Regions from separate parts of the Mus musculus genome. Here region 2 is linked to region 1. A link is a contact called in public HiChIP or PLAC-seq data. All regions are on one chromosome and are shown on one strand. Each heading gives the region's core, a stretch centred on a gene start, on an enhancer-like site or on the middle of the called end of the contact. The rest is flanking DNA. Distances are from core to core; before and after follow the strand shown. Region 1 has its middle 17 kb from the start of Gm38456. Region 2 has its middle 31 kb from the start of Tprg.

What was found. HiChIP or PLAC-seq counts read pairs in DNA pulled down with a chosen protein or histone mark.
Region 2: an H3K4me3 HiChIP or PLAC-seq map of bone marrow-derived macrophages shows a contact between it and region 1, with 8 times the contacts expected there. The contact joins two enhancer-like sites. A contact is called at or near these places in 1 of 15 datasets of contacts at CTCF or cohesin (large pre-B cells), 2 of 484 Hi-C or Micro-C datasets (bone marrow-derived macrophages and embryonic stem cells) and 3 of 115 datasets of contacts at active chromatin or transcription factors (the 230-238 cell line, bone marrow-derived macrophages and large pre-B cells).

What each region holds. Positions count from the first base shown.
Region 1 is chr16:24,311,585-24,314,418 of GRCm38.p6, reverse strand. No RefSeq gene overlaps it. Among named protein-coding and RNA genes, the nearest start is that of Gm38456, 17 kb to the right of the region's middle. Within about 2 kb of position 1,573, at least 51 of the 459 cell types and tissues checked have an H3K27ac peak or open chromatin away from gene starts, as enhancers often do. A contact at or near this core is called in bone marrow-derived macrophages, where this site is marked.
Region 2 is chr16:25,254,052-25,256,751 of GRCm38.p6, reverse strand. No RefSeq gene overlaps it. Among named protein-coding and RNA genes, the nearest start is that of Tprg, 31 kb to the left of the region's middle. Within about 2 kb of position 1,436, at least 33 of the 459 cell types and tissues checked have an H3K27ac peak or open chromatin away from gene starts, as enhancers often do. A contact at or near this core is called in bone marrow-derived macrophages, where this site is marked.

The DNA of each region.
Region 1 (2,834 bases), core at 324-2,823:
CAAGCAAGCAGGAAAAAAAACCCAAGTTAATCGAGTTGTAGTGTTAGAAAAAGTACTTCCCCCGTTGGATATATTGAATTCACTCAAATCTGCTATTGCAGAGCAGAGATAAAAATTAATAGCTTTGTTTCCTGTGATCTCTTTATCAGACGAAGTGCAGGACTAAGGCTCTCAGTTACTTTAATGGAAAAACTGAAGTTGTATTATCAGATGATAAGGCTGTGTCAGGTGTTATTTTATTCTCTTATCTTCCTTGTTCAAGGTGAGGTGCTGGAGTCCTGATGGATGAGCTGGCCTGCCAGCTGGCCTGCTGTGACCATGGATCTCAGAGCCTTGATCTCACTCTGCCTTTCAAGATAACTGTGGCAGGTGAGAGAGGCCTCCAGGCCAGTTGATTCTGATCTCAAACTAAAGCCTTGATGGCTGGGGTCCTTGTCACAGGACGGTGGACTTGAGGAGATCTGCTAACTCAGTCCAGTAAGCAAGGAACATCGGAGATCACCTGCTAATGCTGGCTGAATAAACTCTCCGGGAGGGGGTCATGAAGTGATGTGGCCCAGGGTAGCTGCACTGCAGGTGCTTTCTGGCCCCCTCCCGGAGAGTTTATTCAGTGAGCGTTAGCAGGTGATCTCAGATGTGCCTTGTGTTATGTTTGATCATGATGAGTCATGCCAGTCCCTGCTACCCTTGGGAAGCTCCCAGCCCAGAGGGCAGCAGACTTGATCACGAGGTAAGGAGGCTTATTCATATCCTCCTCTGGGCTTCCAGAGCACTTTGTACCTATCTGTACTTCAGCTGTTGTTGTTGTATGTGAGCAGTTATTTGTCTGCAAGACTGTATTTTCCCTATTTGAATACAAGCTCAACAGAAAAGGGTGAAGGCATACATGTGGTCTCATGCCCACTGTTTTAGCACCATGGATGAAGTAAAACCAGTATGTGTGAACTATTAGTGTGTATGACAGCTGTTGTGTTTATTTGTTATTTAATTACTGGTGTGTATTTTTTTTTTTACAGCGTCACCTTCAATCAGTTTTACTAATAGCAGAGGTTTCAAAAAGAAGTAGCTAAAAAAAAAAAAAAAAAAAAGAAGTAGCTTTACTGAATGCTGGGCATGAGGTCATAATTTCACAGCTCAGCCCCCTATTCACTCACAAAAAGGCCCTGGTGTCTCATCGTTCACTGGTGCTAGTGGTGGATCAGGGCTGACCATGGGCCAAGAGAATGTTGGCCACCAGTGAGGCAGAATAGGTTCTGATTGTTCTAGCTCTCCACTGAGATCAGGATTAGGGGCCAGGTTGTCCCCTGTCTAAAAGCCTCAGTTACTTTATCTGGGGGGCATTTTTATGAACAGGGACTCATAAAGCTCTGTCTATCATGCTTCTAAAGGCTGTTAAGGGAGTCTTATGAAAATGGATGTAGAAGGCTTCCGGGGAAGATAGTAGACTAGGCAGTGCCTCCATGTAACCTAGCGAGGAAAAACCAAAACATGAAAAAAATACACTATATTTCAAAAGGAGAAAGAGGAAGTGCTCCGGAAGAGTTCCAGAGTAGTGATGTGATACCCCAAGAGTGCAGAGCCAAAGAATGACCTCATCAGCCAACGCTCCATCCCTATGGCTCCTGAGAAGGGCTAGCACACTATCTACGTTAGTGGTTCCATTGTCTGACCTATGGTTCTTGGTGAGGTCAATGAACATTAATTAATTAAGTATATTCCTATTTCTTGTACCATTTGATTGTGATGCTATTCTAACAGTTTGCTTTCCTCACACTGACTGGTGCTGGAGAGTGAGCCCTCAAGAGTAGGTTCCTCAATAAGAAAATCTCCAAATCCAACTAGTTGAGATGTCCAACAAATGCAAAGATCACATCACAGAAGTACAAGAGTTAGCAAATGGCAAGGTGGCACTAATCCTCTACCAGGTCACAAGTCTTTTTTTTTTTTTTCACTTTTAAAATAGACTATTATAATCACTTTATTTTTGCATTGGGACTTTTTTGCTTCTGAGGTTTTTTTTTTAATATTTTTTATTACATATTTTCCTCAATTACATTTCCAATGCTATCCCAAAAGTCCCCCATACCCTCCCCCCCACTTCCCTACCCACCCATTCCCATTTTTTTGGCCCTGGCATTCCCCTGTACTGGGGCATATACAGTTTGCGTGTCCAATGGGCCTCTCTTTCCAGTGATGGCCGACTAGGCCATCTTTTGATACATATGCAGCTAGAGACAAGAGCTCCGGGGTACTGGTTAGTTCATAATGTTCCACCTATAGGGTTGCAGATCCCTTTAGCTCCTTGGGTACTTTCTCTAGCTCCTCCATTGGGAGCCCTGTGATCCATCCAATAAGGTCACAAGTCTTTAACTGTTGAGTTAAACGATGTTAAAACAGGTGAAACACTGCATGAAGATTTCAAAAGTTTACTAGTAAACACGATGAATTACCTTAAGGAGGATATGAACAAGCAAATAAATTGAAGCCAGGACCCAATTTGAACGTCAGCAACATAAAATGGAAGTCAGCAAAATGAATGAGAAGATAAGGAATGTTCAGAGGGAAACTGAGATTTTGAAAAATGAAGCAAACAGAAATGCTGGAAATGAAAAAAACAAAATACTCAAATGAGTAAATGAAAAAGTACAGGGGGAATCGTGACCAATGAAGCCAACCAGGAAGGAAAAAAGAATGTTGCAGATGGAGAATAAGATGTAAGACATGCTTCCCTGGGACATCAGGTAAAAAACCAATGGGCTTGGGCACAACATTCAAGAATTCTGAGATAGACCCAAGAGACCAGACATAAGAATCCTGGGGCTAGAAAAAAGAAA
Region 2 (2,700 bases), core at 187-2,686, 940 kb before region 1:
CTGCAGTGTCAAGTGCAGCCCAGACATCATCAAGTACACGTCAGCCTGCTGTGGGGATCAACATTGTCTCATAAAAGACCACAGGGCAAGCAAGTCCCTGGAAGAGAGCAGCAGATTAAACCTACAGGTCCTGCCAAGTCAAACACAAACGTTTTAGTTATGAGCAGATCACCTTAGAATGGCCAGAGATCCTGGACACCAGAGGGTAGCAAAACAAGAAAGAAAATGTGAGCAAACAGAAAGAGATACTGTGAGAAATACAGAGGCACCTGATCTCAGAGTGGAGATGTCGAGGAAGACTTTGCTCAAATGGTCATCACTTATAGAGGTAAGCACAGTGCTTGAGTCATTAATAGTCCAAAATACTCTCAGCTGTGATGAGAGTCCAGCTTCCCCTCCATTTCATAAGTGATGGAACTCAGGCACAAAAACTTTCAAGTGTCCAAAATCACTAAACTATGAGCGATGAGATGTAAGGTTCAAACATAGGCCTATCTAATCTAGAGCCTATGCTACTAGCCACAAAGACTGCTCAGGCCCCGTCCAACTCTAACTACTCTGAGATTCCTAGAATATTGAAATAGTAAGAAAAGGATTACATAGTAATTAATGGAGCTGAGTTCATCACCTCCCCTTTGTCCTCCAGTGGAATCCCTATGCTTGTGACTACAGCCCATCCAACCAAGTTTCAAGTTTGCGGTGTGTCAGTATGTATGTGTTCATGGATCTGACAGGGCTGGTTCACTTCAAGTAACCAAGTATGTCTTTGGACAGCTCTTGTCAAGATCCATAGAAGCGCCAATTCCAAAAATATGTTCCTTTAGTGGTTTTTTAGGGTTCTCTGCTTTGCACGGATTGACAATGTGGTAACAAGAGACATTCTGGAGACTGGATTTAATGCAACCATATGCTAGACAGAATGAGAACCCATATTGCAGCAGGCCAGCCGGTACATTTCCATGTTAACAGAAGCTTGATTGCAAATTACATTTAGTCTCAACAGCTCAGTTCACTGCACACAGATGCCATGGGGGACTGTAAAGTTAGCGAGATGTGGGGGAGTACGACTAACATTTTTTTTTTTGAAAAAAAAAAAAAATCCTTTAGCTGATAGAATGCCAAAAAGCATCAGCGCTGATGCTCAAAAGAAAATGCTTCTATATTTGTTTTGCCAGAAAAGGAAAAAATAATCATTGTCGCGAGTTGTTAGTCAAATTATGAATACGAGCGTGGCTGGTAATTGTCTGATAATACAAACAGTGATATTAGGGCTGTCAGATGCTGCACACATTGCATGACAGCTAATGCGTACATGCTCTCTGAACGCGGAGGAGCGCCACTGATTCTAACAGTCAGGGAGGCAGAAGGGCAGTGATTAAGGGAAATGTCGCTGGATTCTGGCCTCTTGTCCAGAGCTGGAACTGAGTCAACTTCCTGAAGTGTGGTCAACATCTCTGTGCTGGGGAGAATCTGTGTAATTGTGGAAAGACACAGTGTGGGTTTGAGCTGCAAATTCGTCTCATTTGCTGCGTAGCCCTGAGTAACCTCTATCCTCATAGGTTTTTCCACTTCTAAAACGGGAGTGATAATTTTCTGCCATGTTGTTGTCCTGGGGTTATTGTGAGGGTCTGCTCAGGGCTTTGGTTGTCAGCGTAAGTAAACCACATGGTACTCACTGAAACTGGAAGTTGTCTGGCTGGCTAAGCTTCTATTTGCTATGATTTTAAGAGCAGAGCTGGGATGCTCTCTTGTCCATTTTCTCGTGGCTGGAATCAATTTTTATTTAAATCTAAGTACATCTTTTAATTATAATTAGTCACTATAATTCCCTTTCCAAGCATTTGATCAGAAAGTACCGCTCCTCTAGATGCCTCGCGGACTTGTTGGCTCTGTGCCTCACCTGCTCAGGGGGGCTTCTGATAGCTTCTGAGCAAATCCTGTCGTGTCCTGCCACATGTGTATAATGTCTCCATTCTCTCCATCTCCTGATTCTGCATATTGCAGGCCATGACAGAGATAGTTTGTTAAACAGTGTATGTCTTCCCAGGACGGCTTGTAATTAAGTATGGCCATGACTAGGTTGTAACCAAGAAAGAAGACAAGAGATAAGATAGAAAACCTCTAGACCTCACCTTGAGTACGACATAGAAGGAAAGAGATGGGGGAGCAAAGCCAACAATGAAGGACCCCCAGGCTTCAAGTGACTTCCTGAAGGTTTAGCTCATCCCCCACGAATTGGGCTGAGAAGAGAATGAGGAACAAAAGTCCACTTTCCTAACCTCCAAAGTCAGTTGACTAGCTATTAGAGTAGCTGCCTCACCTTAACATCCAAGTGCCTTCAGGTTCACACAGGGCTCTGATACCAGAAGCAATAGCACACGGTGTGGTAGGCATAAAAGAGGATACCCTTACTCAGGCCAGCATCTCTGCCCATGCCATGCCTGTCCTACCACCTTGTGAGAACCCTACTGACCATTTGTTTGAGTTGAGGCCAAAGCTAGTCCACACCGGGACTAGTCCAGCACAGCCAATCAACAAGGAGTTCTGTTCTCAGCTGAACCTGGATGCTTATGTCAAGCAGTGCTTTGTACAGCTTAAAACACCTTTCTGGGGTCTACTGTCACATGGCTGCTGCTGTTGTTCACCATTTCGGTTTGGGCCTTTCCTTACACCGCCCCCCCCCCACACACACACACAAAC